2 separate regions of the Gossypium hirsutum genome follow, and region 1 is linked to region 2. The links are chromatin contacts, called in public Hi-C maps. All regions are on one chromosome and are shown on one strand. Each heading gives the region's core, a stretch centred on a gene start, on an enhancer-like site or on the middle of the called end of the contact. The rest is flanking DNA. Distances are from core to core; before and after follow the strand shown. Region 1 holds the start of LOC107960000 (clathrin light chain 2). Region 2 holds the start of LOC107941173 (auxin transporter-like protein 2).

What was found. Hi-C and Micro-C count contacts between places; a contact is called where the count stands out from the background.
Region 1: a contact with region 2 is called in a Hi-C map of leaf, with 1.8 times the contacts expected there. The contact joins the promoter of LOC107960000 here to the promoter of LOC107941173 in region 2. A contact is called at or near these places in 10 of 34 Hi-C or Micro-C datasets (anther, hypocotyl, leaf and 1 more).

Annotation. Positions count from the first base shown.
Region 1 is chrA05:78,776,557-78,780,443 of Gossypium_hirsutum_v2.1, reverse strand. It overlaps LOC107960000 (clathrin light chain 2), which reads right to left and starts at 2,207. Exons shown (of 3, transcript XM_016896195.2): 1 at 1,640-2,207; 2 at 315-468. The coding sequence starts at 1,941.
Region 2 is chrA05:78,565,178-78,569,366 of Gossypium_hirsutum_v2.1, reverse strand. It overlaps LOC107941173 (auxin transporter-like protein 2), which reads right to left and starts at 2,769. Exons shown (of 11, transcript XM_016874728.2): 1 at 2,497-2,769; 2 at 1,089-1,155.

The DNA.
Region 1 (3,887 bases), core at 958-3,457, 210 kb before region 2:
CCTCCGTCCGGTAGGAGTATTGAGTTTTCAGTCACTGAAGAGATAAGAAAATGTTTCCATTCCAGAGCATATTACCAGCTCAATGTTCAATCATAGACAATGAACATCATGATAATATCAACATCAGCAGTTAAATACCGACAAAAGAATGCATGCGACATTTAGCACCTAACAGTTCATGCACGACTAGAAGCTGGAATAAGAAAAAAAAAAATTCTTTTTTCAGTTCTGTTTTGTTTTGGGCAAGTTACAAACTTATCTAAAAATGTAAAAGTATTAGCATACAGCTTCAACAACAACAAAAAAAGGGATACCTTCTCTTTGTCTCTGTTATTGGCCTTGTTGTTTTCACAGGTCACCTCCCTTTTCTTATAAAACTCAACTTTGTATTGATCAGCTTCCTCAATTATTTGGCTCAATAACTCCTTCTCCCTCTTGTCCTTCTCCTCCAACCGAATCGCATTCTCCCTATGCAATAACAACAGTCATATTTCCCACGTTTAGTACCATTGAAACCTATAAAATTAGCAACAGCTTTCACATTTTCATTATTTACTTATTTATCTTTTTGGTATAAATGAGACTGTAGCCTGTGATAAGGGAAAGGCTTGCTCTATGTTGCTATCCGTGTTTGACACCCATGCCTGAGGTATATCTGGAGGAATAGAGGTAGACCCTCCAAGGGTCTCATAACACATGGAAAAAAAATTAAGATATATATGTTGGATACATATATGTAGCCAACACTTACATGGCATTCGGACTCCGAAATGGCTTGGAGCACCGCTTTGGGTGGGTACATCAACCAACTAAGCTAAGCCACTACAAAATTTACTCAAAAAAAAATATAAATTATTAAAGGAAATACAAAAAAAAAAGAACAAAAAAATCCAGATATTCTCTTGATTCAATCTTTTTTCTTTTATAAGATGACCAAAGTTCACAAGTGATAAAAAATTAAACACATAACCACTCCTGTCCTAAAATATTTTAGCTCTCCGTTTTTTCCAAACTAGCCAGAGTATACTCTAGATTTGTGCTCTTATGATGCAGATACTGTCCAATAATGGCTTGAGTGTCCAATTGACCGAAAAATGCTTTTTTCCAATGATACCACCAATTAGCTTATCTTTAGGTTTAAAAATGCCAGCTTGGAGTGAAATTACTAGCGCTAATCGTAACATTAAAAATCTACCTTCATATGTTGACCCAATTCTTCTATCCGAATTTCTTATATGGTGCACCCATGCTAGTACCTCACTCCTTCTCTTTGATTCAATCTCTAAAAAGAATAAATTCAAAGATAAGTAAAATCCTACAACTCTACTTCTAATCCCAGAAATTAGCACTAATTCTTAGATTTCCCTACTTAAACCCTAATATGGCTTAACCAAACTTATTTAAAACTTTTCAAAAAATTCAGTTCTTTAACACCCTAATATGACTTAACCAAACATATTCAAAATCTTCATAAAGATAAAAAAAATTAACTAAATCTAGCTCCTTCGCACATTTCCAAAATACCTAAGTGCCGTATTCATAACTTCAATTCCTAACTTTTTAACTTCCCCAAACTCTATACTTAAATATAAGACAAAATTATTCAAAAAAACATGAAAATTTTTTAATGGATCTTAACCTTCTCCATTCCCTGAGAGCAACACCTTCCTCAGGCTCTATCTCCGCCGGCGGAGGCAAAACCGGGCCGTCCGATCCGCCAAAATCTTGGCCAAAACCTACCCCATTTGTGTATGAATCTGATGCAAACACATCATCAGTGGAGCCCTTGGCATGATCCGAGTGGTCGGCGAAAGAGTCGAATTGCTGAGAAGGGTCGTATCCGGCGTAGCCGGCACCGTCTTCATCCTGGTGTGGAACAGAGTCAAAAGAGTCTAAGGAGTCGTCGGCGAGTTGAGTGAAAGAGTCAGGGAAGGTTGACATTTTTCTTCTAAGCAAGGTCTTGTACGGAGACGACAAAGGGTTGATGAAAATAAGCTATGGAAATTGAATCGAAGTCAATCACTGTCGCAATGGGAGGCACAAATGAAAAGACGATAACTCTCAAGGGATGTTAATGGGTTTGGTTAAATGAACCAATTGTTTGGGCCATTGTTTGGGTTTGATGGAGGTGAGTTTTTGGGCCATTAAAACTCTAAAGTTTTTGCCGAATTCCGTTCGGTATGGATCACTTTTTGTAGTTAGTTGTCCCTTCAAAAGCACATTGGAATGATGCAATCTTTAAATAAGAAAGAGGTTAAGACATTTAGACATTGAGATCATGCCCTTCCGGCTTACATTTCAACCCTCCCCTCCACTTCAATCAGATTATTTTATTTATTCAATTTTTTTTGTTTAATTATGCTATTAGTCCCTATAACTTATGAATTTAGTTTTTATATTTCAATTTAATTATTGTATTTATCAAATTTTAAAATTTATATCCTCGAGATGGTTGTTAAATTTAGGAATAAATACCAAAAGTATACATGAACTATGATTTAATGCGCAATTGTATACATGAACTTTGATTTTATGTAATTTTAATTTGATCTAATTCTTGTAAATTATTAACACAATTATTGACATAACATCATTTTATGTTTATATATTGCAATTATATTTATCCAATATAAAAATAAATTGATGTATTTATTTCTTTAAATGTGTATGATTAAATCAAAATTAAAGTTTCAAGTATACATTTGAACTACAATTAGAGCTTCACATAAATAATTGCATCAAATAAAGTTCATGTATACAATTACACATTAAATCAAAGTTCATGTATACTTTTTGAGATTTATCCCTTAAATTTATTAAGTATTTTTATTTTCAAAATCTTATGTAATAAAAATATTAGCACATGTTTAATGCCATGTCAACTTGCTATTTTCATATATTACTAAAAAAAAAGCAAGTTAATAGATTTAATGGTTGTCGTTTGCATCAAGATTAAAATTTCAAAATTAAAAAAGCACAGGGACTAAGAATGGCTAAATTAAAGAACATCAATTAAATCTACAATTTTATACGCGATATAAGACTAATAATAAAAATTAACAAAAAAATTTAATTGCTACCTATTAAGACTTAAATTTTAAAATTAAAAAAGTGTAAGGGCTTAAAATCAATTCAATAAAAAATACAAAACTAAAATTAATCAAATTAAAATACACTGACTAAATATACAACTTAAGTATAATACAAAAATTAATAATATTTTTTTTTGAAAATAAACAAGTTTTTTTTTTAATTTTGTTTTTCGTTTTTTCTTTTTTAAATCTCTAACAAGCACACCACTTGAAAATTAGTGTGCAACTGTTTTTCTTTTTAATAAATTTTTTATTGGGGGATTTGTTTTTTATTTGTGCAACTTGTGTTTTTTTTCTTTTTTTTTTAGAAATTGTTTGATTTTTATTATTAAAAACAAACTTCATAACAGAGAGCCCAAAATACAGATTGGTCAAAATCAACAGACCAGCCCTAACCCAGCAAAAAAAATGAGATTGCTCTAGAAAAAAAGAATGCATCAGCAGCATTAAAGATTAGCACGACTTCTGAGGTAACAAAATATCTCCCGATTTCACACGGTTTTCACATCCTTCAACCCTTCCAATTTCTAAAGTCAATAATAAAATAAGAAGAGGAGGATTTGCCCTCCTTCCTTTAATTTGCTTTTCCCTCTCTTGAATTCTACCGGTAAGATAACTTGTACAAATGGTTTATTAAGTTTCTATGTTCTTCGATTTTAATAATTATTTCACATACAAATTTTGTGTTGAATAAGAATTTAAAATTTGAGACAAATAAACAATTTTATTTAAAAATGAGTTATAATTTTTGAATAAATTTTTTAATTCTTTTTTCAAAATTTATCTAGAGTTGAT
Region 2 (4,189 bases), core at 1,520-4,019:
ATTAAGAATATTTACAAAGCACAAAATAAAAATTACAACTAAATATAAGGGTCTATTTAGAATCTTTAAAAAAAATACAAAATAAATTCACTACTTTAGCCTACAAGCGCTTGTTTTATGTTTTTATCCTACAAAAAAAATCCGTTTTTTTAAAACATCCTATTTTATGACTCATTTGAATGGTTGATGAGGTAAGTTGAAGTAAATTTATAGAGAAAAATTAATAAATAGGATAAGTCTGTTTAAAATGATTTGCTTTTGTAAAAGTAAATAATTTATCAAGCATTTAGATTGATTTGTTCAATCTTTTATTTTTATTTTTTTGCAAAACAGCAACTTAGATTGGGTGTTAACATTTACCTCCTTATAGATATATTATATTATATTATATGTTTTTTAATTTAATCTCTAAATTTATTTTTATTCACATTAGTATTGAAATTTGACAATTTTTCTTAAATTTAAACCTAAGGTGGTATTATGATATTGCATAATGTGATTATATAAAACATTATAGTTTTTTTTATAAAAAATAGGTGATAATATGCATTATTAAAAAGTAAATATTGTTTATTTGATGGTAAGGGGTGGGGATTTAGAGGCAATTAATATTTTTGTATTGTATTAAATTAATTAAAAAGGAAATAATAAACCAAGGTTGAAAATAATAGACCACTACACATTTAACACATAATGGTTCCAACTAAAAAATTTAAATAAAAATAAATTTAGTAAAAAACCAAAGGCAAAATGAACACAACAACAGGGCCAAACAAACACTTTTACTTTGTATTGGGGATTAATATTCAATGGCACTTTAGAAAAACTCATCCAACAAAAACTGCAATACCATAAGTCATATCTGATGTTCAAGCTCAATGCAATACCATAACAATAGATCACATTCAAGTTTTAATGGCATAGCAAGATCTTAATGATGATGAAGATGAGTGCAAGGATAATTAGTGACTGTAGTAATGGAAGTGTCAACTCTATAACAGAAAACAGAGGTAAAAGTTATAAAAGGAGAATTAAAATTAGTTCCAGCAGACCAAGTACACAACAAGTCCAGTCTTAATTTTTTCAACCTTTTAGGTAAGCAGCAGACTTGCCGATAAGTCCAATAGTACTTGCAGTTGGTCAAATGTCTTAGGCCTGCAAAACAATATAAAAGGAATATAACTCATTGATCTCGTAGCAGAATCTTAAGTCATATATGATGTTCAAGCTCAATGCAATACCATAACCATAGCCCACAAATACTTAAACTTAACCAAACTGGGTAAATAATTCAACAAGTTAAGATGCATACTTTCAACAGGCTCCTCAGGGCCGAAGTGTAAACTTACTTTGTTTCCATTGTCAACATCACGAAACTCTACCTGTAGTTTTAGGGGGGGAACAATTATTTTAGTTAATTTTCTGTTATTGTAGCTCACTAAAGAATATGAGCAATTAGGAATATTGTGAAAAGTGAACAATACATATTTATCAAATTTCTATTACAGACTTTTGCACTTATTTACAGTGAGAATTCTGCAACTCTAAAATAATTAAACAACACATAAAAAAGCAAAAAAATTAGAAAATGAAAAAAGTTAACATTTCTTACTCCAAACGTAACAAAATGAAATCGAATTCCATTTTGCTTTTGCATTCAAACAGACGCAAGTAGCATCCATAATACTCAGAATTGATTGAGCAAATGTAATACTTAACCCTTCTATGAGAGATCAGATAAAAAGCTCAGTAGAAAGCACAAATTTAAAGAAAAAGCCGGAGATAGGAATAATAAGAGGAAAATGAGAAAAGAAGTAAGCATGGCAAGCGAAGCAGTAAAGGTCAGAGCTTTTAGCTGCAAGGGAGTTTAGGTGGAATTGGCAATGGTGTAGCCATGGGATCTTGATTGGTTAGGGTAATCGATGGAATGTGACCTCAATAAGAAAGCTGACGGTGGTAGGAGAGTGGTGTGAAGGAAGAAAAACAAGAAGAATGACAGAAAGAGCAGAACAAATAGCTTAACTTTGTTCACATTTTACAACCCAAGCTACGCAAACAAATAAGCAAAAAGTTGGTAAAAAAATGGCAGCATAGCCTCATTTGAACTCGACGCCGATAGCGGCAGTTGGAGACGACGGTGGCGACTGGTGAACTTCAAGGCAGCAGATACAATAGTAGCTAGAAAGGGGTAACACCATAGCACAGCCACTTAAATCATGAAACAAAAATTAAGAAACAAAAATTTAGCATGAAACATTTACAAAATTCACACAAACAAACTAAGAACATTTTAAAATAATTTGCTGAAGCTTTTGATTCATTAAAACCCAAAATAATTCAGCTACCAAATCAAACTCTAGAAACCCCCCCCAAAAAAAAGAACACAAAAATTATGAGGATCTAATGAAGAAACCGAGAAGGATCAGAGTGAGACCGAAAAAGAACTTTAACTAACAAAATCATAGGAAAAAAAAAGAATCAAAGGCGATCACTTACCGTAAATAAGGAGGTTCAACGGAAGGAAGATGAAGATGGTGAATGAAGCTTGATTTTTCGTCGATTAAGGATCCAATTTCTATAGGGTTTACTTTGGGAAAAATGTTTATGAAGAAATTGTCGGAAGTGTAAAAGTGAAAACGACGAAGATGAAGATGAGAGACAGGATATTTTGGTCCAAAATAGGGAAAAATGTTATTACTCGTTCCTTTGAATAGCTAATCAGACCCCAAGCCCCTGAATTGCTATTACGGGCCGTAGTATCATGGAAGCTGATTCCATTCAGCGTGTAATAGCCATTACAGGCAACCAAATGTTGGTTTGGTGGTGGGCCCATTGAATTGGGCTATAATTTATTCCTATTACACCCAACCAAACATTGCCTTATTATCGTTAAGAAAACCAGCTAAATACCCAGTTCTTTTAAGCCTATGATTTAAGCCCATTAAATATAAAAAATCACTTTCTTTTCCACATTTAGATTCCAACAAGAATTAGAAGAATTTTCCTATTCTTCGCTTGAAGAAAGGATAAATTAAAAAAAAGTATATGAAACAAGCTAATAACTGAGGGTAAATTCACCTACTTTCCTATCAAGTCATATCAAACTGTGTCTAGTAGGAGGCATTATCAAAAATGTAACGAGAAAGATTTTCTTCAACAACTAAAAACAGTTAGTTTATTTACTGTATAAACTCAAATCATTTTTTTATTTTATTTGCTATATAAATTAGTTTTTTTTTCATTTAAATCACATTCTAATAGTTGTATCAATTCACTTAATTCATCCATTCTTTCAATTCTCTAAATTTTTTAGTTATCAAATTTTCATTCAATTTTTCTCAAAATCTTGTTGTTTTAATTTTATACTTTGTAATTTCTTTTTTTAATTGATTTTTATAATGAAAATTATGCTTATTCGTTTTGAGGACAATCACATTTTTTGTGTCCTATTGTAAATGGTAAGAAAATTTATTAAAATTTTTAATTTTAATTAAGTTCATTATTAAGTTGTTAATATTATTAATTTTATAATTTTTTTATGTTTATATAATCAGGCCAAAAATCAAATTTTAGAGACGTACATACACAATTTAATTGTGAGGGCACCACGTGTTAGTGAATAACACTTGCAAGAGGTGAGATTCTTGCACATGTCTCGTATGGTAGAGGGGACTAAACAAGATCCCACATTTATTCGTGCTTTGATGGAAAGATGGAGACCTGAGACATACACATTCTATCTTTCGTGCAGTGAGTGTACTATTACACTCAAGGACGTAGCTTTACAATTCAGTTTATCGGTGGATGGACCAATCATTACAGCGGCAATGTCATTGGCGATTGGAGTGCAATTTGCAAGCAACTATTAGGGAAGATACTATGGTTGGAAGAAAATTTCAATTATATCGACAACTTCGTGATTACCATTAAAAGAGAATAATATGCCCCGGGCATTCATCCTAAGGTCAATCAGGGGTTTTCTAATGTTTGATAAATCTCAAAATCTAGTACATTTAAGGTAGATACTACAACTCGTCGACTTGAAAGAAGCAGGACAACTTAGTTGGAGATAAATTATATTGGCCACATTGTACTGAGAGATGTATCGGGCGACGCAACCAAAAAAAAATTAAAATCGGTGGTTGCATACTCCTTCTAAGGACATGAGCATGGTATCAACTATCATTTT